2 separate regions of the Urocitellus parryii genome follow, and region 1 is linked to region 2. Evidence: chromatin contacts called from public Hi-C data. All regions are on one chromosome and are shown on one strand. The core of a region is the stretch at or near the end of the contact, and the rest is flanking DNA. Distances in the headings are between cores, read along the strand shown. Region 1 holds the start of Gab1 (GRB2 associated binding protein 1). Region 2 holds the start of Usp38 (ubiquitin specific peptidase 38).

What was found. Hi-C and Micro-C count contacts between places; a contact is called where the count stands out from the background.
Region 1: a Hi-C map of liver shows a contact between it and region 2, with 4 times the contacts expected there. The contact joins the promoter of Gab1 here to the promoter of Usp38 in region 2. A contact is called at or near these places in 2 of 2 Hi-C or Micro-C datasets (liver and muscle).

Annotation. Positions count from the first base shown.
Region 1 is chr10:18,922,547-18,927,784 of mUroPar1.hap1, reverse strand. It overlaps Gab1 (GRB2 associated binding protein 1), which reads right to left and starts at 2,030. Exons shown (of 11, transcript XM_077803414.1): 1 at 1,107-2,030. The coding sequence starts at 1,178.
Region 2 is chr10:18,792,410-18,798,360 of mUroPar1.hap1, reverse strand. It overlaps Usp38 (ubiquitin specific peptidase 38), which reads right to left and starts at 2,487. Exons shown (of 10, transcript XM_026392706.2): 1 at 1,284-2,487. The coding sequence starts at 1,965.

The DNA of each region.
Region 1 (5,238 bases), core at 781-3,280, 130 kb before region 2:
AGATTAACCTAAGAGCTCAGTATTGGGTGTAGATATCCTTCAATAGAAACAGGTTCCCTTAGTACAGGTAATGAACTTATATTTAAGGGAGTAAAATCTTGCTTCTGGAAATGCAATTTACTAGAAAAATATTTGCTGCAGATGCCAGGGCAAAAGTGTCAGTCTTCTCCTTTTCAAGGAGCAACCACAAAAGAACTGATGGCAGGGGCAAATAAGGTCCCAGGCTCCTGAAGAGGGCTCAGATCCCCGTTTACGTGAGGTTGGTTCTTTCAAGGAATATTTTTCCTAACAACTAAAACGGTTTAACACATAATCAACATCTTGTATCAATTACACAAATACCATTTAAGCCATTCTGGTGCCCTGGAAAAGAATCACAACACACAGAAATCCCTGCTGGCTTCAGCTGTCCCCTCCTGCGGGGCTTAACAAGGCGTCCAAACCTCCCAAAAACCAGCCACTAGGCTCCCCCCAGCGCCCTCCTCTTGCATCAAACCGGCAGGGCTCACGGGCCAAACTCCAATGTCCCTGAATTCAAAACCGCGAAAATGCAAACGTTAGGACGCCTAATAATTTTTCTTTCTTTCCCTTGTGCGCGCATTTGAGATGCTTGTCTCGACTGTCCATTTTTCAGGGCCATCGTGCGCTTCCCTCCAACCCACCCGGAGGGGCTGGAGTGAGGGAGTGCGGACCAAAGGGAAGACCGGTTAGTTTTAAAATCTCTGCGGCTTACCTAGTGCGGGAAATGTAGTACCCATCAGTACCATCATAATTAGATGCAGATATAAAGAAAAAGGCTCATCTCCCCATCACACCCCACCCCTGCTAAAAGGAATAACAAAAATATGCAGATATGTGAGCTGAAGATCTGGGCCCTCCCCTGGGGCTATGGGGCTGGAGGAGCAGGCCGTCTGTAATCTGGATAAAGAAAGTTGCCCGGCCAAGTGGACGCCAGGGCGTGAGTGAACAGCAGCGGGTGCAGAGCCTGCCTGGAATGGGGCCGTGGGCAAAGAGACCGGGATGCGAAGAAACCCCAGCAGCCAGCGAGCGGGCCGAGGAGGGGAGTGGGCGCCGAGGCCGCGGAGCGTGGCCAGAGCTCTACTTACATAACGCTTTAACTTTTTCTCCGGGGGAGACTTGCGGAGCCACCCCGAGCAGACCACTTCGCCGCCGCTCATGGTGCGCGCTGGTCGGGTTCCGAGCTGGCAGCTGGGGGTCGGTGGGCGCGCTCCCGAGACAGCAGGCGCCTGCAGGGCGCGCAGCCAACAGGACCTCGCTCTCTCCTCGACGGGGCTGCGGGGCTCCTCGGAGCGCTGGCTTGGCGCGTTCGAGCCTCCCCTCCGCAGGTCCGCCGACGTGAGCAGAAAGCGAGCGGGGCCGAGCTGGGCGGAGGACTGGCCGACCTTCCTTCAGTGCGCCCGCTTCGCCGCCAGGCGCGCCGTCCCGCCCGCAGCCTCGGCAGCGCTGGTGCTCCGCGGGACTCTGCCCCGACACGGAGCGGGAGCCTCGGTCCCCTGCGCTCCGCCCCCTAGGGACAGGACCTCCCCAGAGCGCTTTGCAAAGCAGACACAACGCTACACATACACACACACACACACACACACACACACAAAACGCCCTGTGCGGTGCCCACTCCGGTTCGCCCGCTCTCGGTTTCGGTGCGCCGGGCGCGATCCTCGCCTTCCCTCTCCTCCGGGGAGGGTGGGTCGCTTCTCCGCGGCGCCTGGGCAGCCGAGAGGAAAAGAGAAGCCGTGAAGCTTCTCGGGGCAGGGGACGCCGGGCAGGTCCCGGGCTACCGAGGGAGCCACCGAATGGGCGGCGAAGCGCGAGGCGTCGCGGGGAGCTGCGGAGGTCCCCGGTCTGGCGGGAGGGTGGGTCAGCGCTCACGGCCGCCGAGGAGGGCGGGGAGCGGCGGAGGAACGAGGCGCTGGGCGGCTCTGCTCCTGGGAGGAATCCCACTGTCCCGTCCCCTCGCGCTCCTCCCCGCGCCTCCCCCACCCCGGGGCGCGCGGCTGGTTCTGAACGGCGCGGCCCGGGGTCCCACTCCCGCCACCTCCCGGGCTCCGGGTCTCTCTTCGTCCCTTTCCCCCTCCCTTCCCCACGTTCGTGCCCGGCTCTGGTTTCTGCCCAGACTTTCTCTGAAACTCCGCCGGAGCGCTTCCAGCCAAAACAACAAGGGCCGAGGGAGGAGGGGACGGACGGAGGGAGGGAGGGAGGGCGCGGAGTCCCAGAGGCACTCTGGGATCTGTAGTCCGGGACGCGGCAGCAGGGTCCTCGCCGCCCGCGGCCCCCGGCCGGCCCCGGAGCGCTCCCGGGAAGACCGCCGAGGCCTCGGGAGGACCGCCGGCGGGGCTCGGGAGCCGGGAGAAGCGGGGGACGTTGACGCGTTCAGTCCGGGTTTGCCATCTTGGCTCTGCCCGGGTGTCAGTTCAGAGTTTGTTCTGGGCACCGGGTCGGGAGTTTTGAGCGTTTTCTCCACTTGACAGCCTGAAGGGGAAACGGCCGAGTGGGACACGGCGATCCCGCAGGTCCCCACCACGCGAGACTGAAAGGCTGCGACCAGGAGGACGAGGCATCGCGCCATGGCGACCAGCCTAGAGGGGACAGAGGGGGACACCAGGGCGGCCGCGTGCTGGTCCCGGAGCAGTCCTGCCAGAGTAGTGGGAGCGCTTAGTGGGGGTCAAAGGACTTGAGTGGGTCTGTGGGACACGTTAAGGTCTCGCACTCCCTTTGTTTGTTGTCTGTTTTTTCCATTTGGCTTTGTATTTGCTTAAAATCTGCCCTGGAGATGTCGGATTGGAAAGGGAAGCTTTGCTGTGTCCTAGTTCTATTTGCCTACTCGTGTGTGTTTTATAATCATTATGCCCGGTCCTGAATTTAACACAGCCTGTAATAGAAATATACTTACCAATTTAGTTGTAACAAAGACCCAAAACAAATTTTAGAATAATTTTTTTTCAGATAAAAATACTAAGAATAAGAATACGAAGAGCTAAAGGAGCATTTCTGAAAAACAACCGTTTCCTTATTGGCATAACATTCATATTCACCAGTCTTCTACACTTAAAACCTTGTAGATTGTAGTAAGAGGTTAGATGCTGGGTTGGTGACGAGACCTTAAGAAAGCTAGTGCTGGGTCGGTGAGGAACCCTAAATGCATCCATGCAGGTGGTGGCATGGGATAGCAAGCAGTGTTGACAGAACTACAGCTTGTCATCATTAGAAGTGAGAGAATAATGGGTGGGACTAAGGATAAGAAGGCAGTCTCATTCATTATTTCTGTAATAGATCAAGGAAGCATTTGGCCAGAGTCAGAGTTGAAAAAACAGAGAGAGAGAGAGAGAGAGAATGAATCAGGTTTCTTTTGTGGACTAATTAAAAGGAATAATTGTAAGCAGCAAGAGGATTAGTCTTAAGGAGCCCAAATGGAGACCCCCAAGTGATCTCCAAATAGGCAAGAAAGAGACTACTGATGGTGCAAGCTCCAGTCCCCTAAGCTGAGACATTGATAAGAGGCCCCCATGATATTTCATCATTCAGTCACTCTCCATTGGATTAATATTCTATTAGTGTCATCCCAGGGAACACCTCCAAAATAGAATTTATTTAAGTAATCTAGTAAGTTATTATCAGAGAATAAAGCTGGTATTGTAATGCTGTCTTCAGTTTTTCTACAAAAGTATCTTTAAGCTGGGCACAGTGGTGCATACCTGTGATCCTAGTGGCTCAGGAGGCTGAAGCAGGAGGATCTGGAGTTCAAAGCCAGCCTCTGCAACAGGCGAGGTGCTAAGCAACTCAGTGAGACCCTGTCTCTAAATAAAATACAAAATAGGTCTGGGGATGTGGCTCAGTGAGTGCCCCTGAGTTCAATCCCACATACCAAAATATATATATATATTTTATAGACAACACACCTGCAGAGGCCTGGTTCATTGGGGTTTAGACACCATCATCATTTGGGAGGTACACAGAGTATCACAGAGGCTGAGTTTCTTCCACATCTGAATTCATTTTCTCAGATCATCAGTTTAGTGGTCAAATTGTACTGTCTCTGAGCTTCGATTTTCTAGTAGGTGGAATGGAAAATGATTTAATACCAATTTTGCAGAATTTTAATAAAAATTAGAAATGATAGAATTTTAAATGCTGAGCACAATGTAGATGATGTTGAAAAACTCTGTGTGTTTGTTTTTTTTTTTTTTAAGTTTAAGGCTTTTGGGGGGCTGGGGATGTGGCTCAAGGGGTAGCTAGCGCTCGCCTGGCATGCGTGCGACCCGGGTTCGATCCTCAGCACTACATACAAACAAAGATGTTGTGTCCGCCAAGAACTAAAAAATAAATATTAAAAAATAAAAAAAATAAAGTTTAAGGCTTTTTAGAACACAAGTGAGCGGAAATTTTGTGGCAGCTAATACACCAAAAAGATTTCTTTTTAAGTATATAAACGCATCATGTGTTACATATAACTCTTACATATTACATATGACTCTTCCAAAAGAAAATAAATCATCAGATTTGCATTCCATTTCTCCCACAGGCAGTATGTAAATACTATTTAAGTCAAAGTATTAATAATTATCACTATTAAGACTAGTTCACTCTTGAGCAACTAACTCTTGGCTTTAGCAATTTTATTATACCTAGTCCTGAAATTAACATGATCCTGTAATAAAGCTACATTTCACAATATAATTGATACAAAGTCTCAACACAAATTTTAGAAGATAATAGAAATAATCAGACAAAAGTGCTAAAAATATGAGGCCATAAATGACCATTTCTGGGAAAAATAACCACAGGCATTTCCTTATTAACAGAACATTCACACTCAGGGGTTCCTCTGTGGTTGAAAATATTACAGACTATAACAAGAAATTAGGCTCTGGGATGGTGACAAGACAAAGGTCCTTGTATACATCATGGACCACACTCACTCCTTCCACTCTTATTAAAGTCCTTTTTAAATGGAAATTTGTAATATATTCTTATATTAGTTTGCCTTTGGAATTTCCAGTATATTTTTTTCTTTATTTCAAATAAGTCGTTTGGTTATCTCATTTCTATCTAAGAACTCTTCATAAATAATTTTCCTATCTTCTACTGTGTAGTTTTAGACTAGTATTTGTAGAGATCAGCAAGGAGGTGAGGTTGAAGATAAGTGTGTCTGTGTATGTATAGTATTTTTTGAAAAGAAATACATATTATTTTTTACATTATATGCCAATTTTGGATTATCTA
Region 2 (5,951 bases), core at 1,238-3,737:
TATTTACTCATTCTACACACAGAATATTGAATTTTAAAAACTGTTATTTAGTACTGCCATCTTTAATCCATTAATTACTTGACCTCCAATTTTTAATATTAATTATTGTTGTGTTAAGATATTCATTTGCAAAGCATTAGAAAAGAATTACTAGGTATCAATTTCAATTCTCACTTTAAGACTACTGAAGGTTATTTAAAACTACTATAATAGTCATTACAAAGCTATAAGGAAGATTTTTTTAACAAATCTTTCTTTTAAGTTGAAATTTAGATGAATTAAGGGTAGACTTTGCTAAATTACATAAAAATTAAGTGACTCCAAGATGAGCACCTTTAACAGCTATGGTAACACAGACAATACAAGTAAAATTACAGTAAGAAAAAATTAATCAACCCAAACAAATACTGTAAATAAATAGTTGGCATACATTAAATTCTTTATCAGATTGTAAGGACAGGCTAAAACTCCAACCTTATTTCTGTTTCTCAAAATGAAAGGAGGACACAAGTTCTAGTTCGAATACCCAAGAGGAATAATTAAGGAGAATGGTTGTATTAAGTAGAGAAGTGATGCTGGTTTTGGACGTATTATTTCACAACTATAAACTTGAAAGCTCCAAGGCTTTCAGGAACCCAGACATACAGGTAAAATTTCTAGGAAAGAAAGCATTTTCTAGCCAAGTATTATTATGTGACCTTCTTCAATTTTTAAGGATTCAGTCGTAGCACAAAATTATGTATTTAAGTCTCACACTCCTGCTTTCCTCATTCTACCTGTATCCCTTTCTCACATACACTACTTAAGACAGAAAATGCCAATATTTAAAATCTACATAGTAAACTGTGATAACCTAGTAATAAAACTGCACAATCCATGAATTTATAAATGCGGGAATTCAAAAACAGGGAAAAAAACTCAACAAGATGACAAAATCACATACAATAATTATGTGGTAAATGTTATTACTATGCTACCATTAGTCACTAATGAGTAGACGCTTTACATAGCAGCTGTCATCCTGAAAGCTGGGTAATTAAGTAACTTGTTTAATGCCAAAGGTCTTAGACTTAGATGTTCCCAACTTTTAAAATAGGAACAGGAGGTGTTTTTAAGGTATAACGTGACATCCTGAATAAGGTAGAGGATTGGAATGAAATTTTGGATGAGGGTTCTAGGATTTGCTCTCCTTTAACAATGTTTTCTGGGCTGGAAGCAAGCATAAAATGTATGTGAGAGAGACTGAATTTCCAAGAGATAGTCTCCTTAAAAATAATCCTTACCTGTAGAAGAGATGCTTGCAAAAACTTCTTGCAGGGAAGGTAACAGTGTGGAGGGCTCAGCTTTCCAGATGTTCTGCAGCAAATTACTCACTTTTGATACCTGGGAGACATACTCCCGGAGCTCTTTCTCCTGGGTGGACACGCACTGAAAGTGGCCTATCGTTCGAACCAGCTGTTGGCAGAAGGTGATGGACAATTTCCCTTTGGGGATGCACTGCACGAAGTCGGTCAGAAGGTCGCTCAGTCGGGCACAAAGTTGGGGCTCTGGCCTCTCACATACCATCCGTAACACCTCTACCTGCAGCAGGCTGAAGAGGTCCAGCACCGATGGGCAGCTCATGATCAGCTTCAGGCCGTTGTGAATGTAGTCCAGGATGGCTACGTCTTTCCTGTCCAGCGAGTGGTAGCCCTGCTGAAGGAGGCCTAACACGAAAGTCTTGTTGAAGAAAGACTCGAACTCAGGCCGGTGGTAGCGTGCGTAGGCCTCCAGTACCTGGTGACCCACTTGTCGCTGGAAGGGGTCCTGGCCCTCCAGGATGAGCCGGGTAGTCAGGTCAAACATGGCCTCGCACTGCTCCTGATCTAGCCAATGCTCCGCGGATTCCACCACCTTCCGCACAATCACCCGCTTTAGGGGAAGCGGGTGCGAAGAACTCACCAGGCCCTCCAGGATCTTGTCCATTGTGGCCACGCCGCAGGGCCAGGGCCAGGGGATAAGGAGCGGGCGGCGGCAGCCCCGAGGTAGGGCAGGAGAGCACCGGGGCGGAGGTGAACTTGGAGCGTAGCAGCAGCGGGACCGGCCACCGCCACCGCCGCCTCAGCAGCCACATTTATCGTGTAGGGGAGCCCATCCAAATCGGGGCGGGAGCTGGCGAACCTGGGGCGCGATAAGAACCGACACCACCCACGGCGGGCCTAGGGCGATGGAGGTTCGTACTCCGCAGCCACCGCGGGCTGGCGGTCCCTTGCGGCATCAGCGCGGAGGGACCAGCAAGGCCCCCGGCTATGGTGGGGGCTCAGAACTGGGGCTGCCAGCCGTAGGCGGGGGAGGCCCGCCTTCCGGTTCTGGAGAAGGTGTAGGCGTCCAGGCTCCGACTGGTGTAGAGAAGAAACCGGCCCAAGGATGAGTCAGGAGGCGCTGTCACTCTGGGCTGTCAAGGAGGGTGCCGGGACCAGCCGGGGAAGCGAAGCGGAGGTGGACACCCTTGACCCGGATTCAGAAGTGCCGGCAAACAGGAAGTGAAGCACGAAAGAGCGCCCGGAAAGGCCCACCCCTCCGCCCCGCCCTCCACCCATGCACGCCCTCCCAGCGCTCATCCGCCCCGCCCCTTTGCCGACGCGCACGCGCGCCGCCTCCTGTCGAGTCGCGGAACGTCACTGGAGAGCGTGTGTCTGGTCACAGGCAGACTTCCGGGAGGAACTGTCTGGGACTCGCATTGTGCCTGTGACCCGCCTCTAGGAATCCTGTGGGCTGACCTCTGTCGATTGTGTCAGGGTCAGGTTACTCGTGAAAACCTAAGGAAGTGCTGTTTAGGTAAAATCTCGTGAGTGAGGGTTTTGGAAGCGCGAGAAGAGCATTTGGGGAGAAAGTACGGAAAAAAAATTAGGACTAGGAGAGATCTTTTAATGCCCCGGTTCGTTCATGGAGAAATGCGCCTAGGGTGTCTGACCCAGACTGGCTTTTCTCCTACCGTGTGGTTACTTACTAAAGTAAGGACTACACCTGGCACCAAGGTTGAGCGACAGTAAATATCAGCAGTTTGTTTTTTATCATGCCCCTAGTAAGCATTCAGTTAGTGAGCTTTTGTATCATATCGAAAATTCAAAAGCTGCCTTCGAAATGGGAAGGAGAGTAAGGAAAATGGCAGGTGAGAAAGAGTTATGTGTATGCTTGTGTCATTATAAAAGGGTACTTTGAAAATTATCTGAAAACAACAAAGTTTAATGTATGTGTGTGCTGCCACTGAAGATGGTTTGCAATAAGGAAGAACAGGTGGATTTATGCTGCTTGAACTCTTTGAAGTTAAAATTTCAATGATTCACAACAAGAATTTAAAAACTTTAACCAGAGTCTTTTACAATGAAAAAAAATTGCCTAAGTATAGCTCCTTTTAGGCTTGGTAATATAGTTGTAAAATCAGACATTAACAGCCTGTTCATTTAAAATGTCCAACAGCAAAACGAACAAAATTGCAAATTCAATTTACTAAAGGATATTTTAAAAAAAATAAGTTGCAAACATGATTATGCCAGTATATTTAACACACCCGTTACAGGATTATCTTAAAATGAATAGCAGTTTAGAGAAGATAGAAGCTAAGTAAAAAGAACTTGAAACTGAGTTGATTTGTAGGAAAAGGAGAGAATGGGGCAATTGATTGATGTAAAAGACAGTCATGATAGAGGACAGGAATGGCTTTGGAACTTTCCTTTTTTGAATAGGTTTAAGGTAAAACTACAGAGAAAAGTAGCTGTACTGGGAATAGAGCTTCCTTGGAATACAGATATAACATAGAAAGTAAAGTAATAAGGAATGGTGGAGCCCGTGCGTGGTGGTATATGCCTGTAGTGTGAGGCATGCCTGGGTCGGGAGGCTGGGGCAGGAGGATCATTGAGTTCAAAGCTAGCCTCAGCAATGGCAAGGCACCAGCCAACTCAGTGAGACCTTGTCTCTAAATAAGATACAAAAAGGGCTGGGGATGTGGTCAGTGGTTGAGTGCCCCTGATTTAAATCCCTGGAGAAGATTTAGGATTAGTTTTTGTGCTAAGGAACCAACTGAGGATGACTGAAGATTGTTGAACAATAGCAGTGAAATGATTAGTCCAGAGCAGACAGGAAAAAAATATTTAGTTAAATACTTGGTATGGTACTTTTAATCACCCATAACATTTCCCTTTTTGCTAATATTATATCTTGAGAACTTATATCTTGAGAACTTGTAAAATAAGATGTCTGAGAAAAATGCAATTCTCAGGCTATGTAATATATAAAACATAGTTTCATACTATCAGACTTCCAAATGTGACTGAGACTCTATTTTTAAAATACTATTGAGTGATATATGCATGAAATAAAATGGTAGGTTTTATTATCATAGAATTAAAAGCATGTTTACTTTTGCATTTCTTTATACATATTTTGCCACATATATTTATTTCATTCTATGGTTATAGAATTTCAGTTTGAAATGGACAACTCTATAGCATAGCCAAAAGTCATACAACACTATTTTGATCCTGTTCAACATTTTTAAATATTGTAAGAAGTCTGTGGAAGGGTTTTGTTTCAGAGACTCATGCCAGTTATCATCAGATTAGGAAGTGCTATTACTATGGGTTTTAAGATTTTGTATAGGGATTTAGCCTAAGGCCCAAATTGCTAATTAAATGGTGTTTATAAATAGATCTGAGAATGGGAGCTAAGTGATGAGAGAATTATCATTTATTAAAGATCCTCTATATACTTTATCCTGAGTTCTTAAAACAGACTTTTGGAAATAGGTGTTAGTGTCTGTATTGTGTAGAAATATAATTGAAGCCATGAGAGATTAAATACATACATTTGTCTCCAGAATCTCTACTATTTTCATCATACCAAAAGAGTACGTTTGTGTTTATGATGAGTAGAGGCATTTCCAAAAGCAGTGGTTAGAATCAGCCAGTTGCAACAGCTTTATTATGATGTTAACTGTCCCGTAGAAATTTATGTCACCTTGTAGAATCAAAAGTGAAAGCATTGTATAAAGAGAACTGTGATCAGCAAACCATTATATGAAATAATTGCAAATACTCCTAATTTTTAAACTTTCAGTTTATGTTCACATATATCTTTTAAGTTGTAAAGAAAAAAAAAACTGGAAAGAAATATAACACCAATCATTTAATATGGTGGGATTTAAAAAAAAAGATTTATAATGAACACCAAGCTAATTTCACTATTTACTGGTGCTTCTCATCCCATTTGGAGTAAAATCCAAATGGCAATCATTGACTGTAACTCCCAACATAAATTTGCTCCTGTGTCTACTACATGATAATAGATAAAAAATTAATTTTACTTTTATATACTAGCAATGAACACATGGAAACCAAAATTAAAAATATAATACCACTGGTAATTACACAACATCAAGACTACTTAGATGTAAATCTAACAAAATATGTACAGGATTCTTATTGAAAGCAATAAAATACTAATGTAAGAAATCACAAAAGATCTAAATAAAGGATCATGTTCATGGATTGAAAAACTCAACATGGTACTGATATTAATTCTACCCACATTGAAATATGGGCTTAATGCAACTACTAGAAGAAAAGAAGAAAGAAAGAAGAAAGAAAGGAAGGAAGGAAGGAAGGAAGAAAGAAAGAAGAAAAGAAAGACTTTGTTGATAGTATGAAAAGACAACTGACTGACTAGGAAGAAATACTTATATACCATATATTTGACAAAGGATTTGTATCAAGAATAAAGTACTCTCAAAAGTCAACAGAGTAAAAGACTTGTGTATCAAAGCACACTACTAAGAGTGTGGAAGAACAACCCATAGAATAGGAAAAAATATTTAGAAAGCATGTATCTGTTAAGGGATCATACAAAATATATAAAGAACTCCTATACCCAAAACAAAACACCCAATTTAAAAATGGGCTAAACACTTGAGTAGA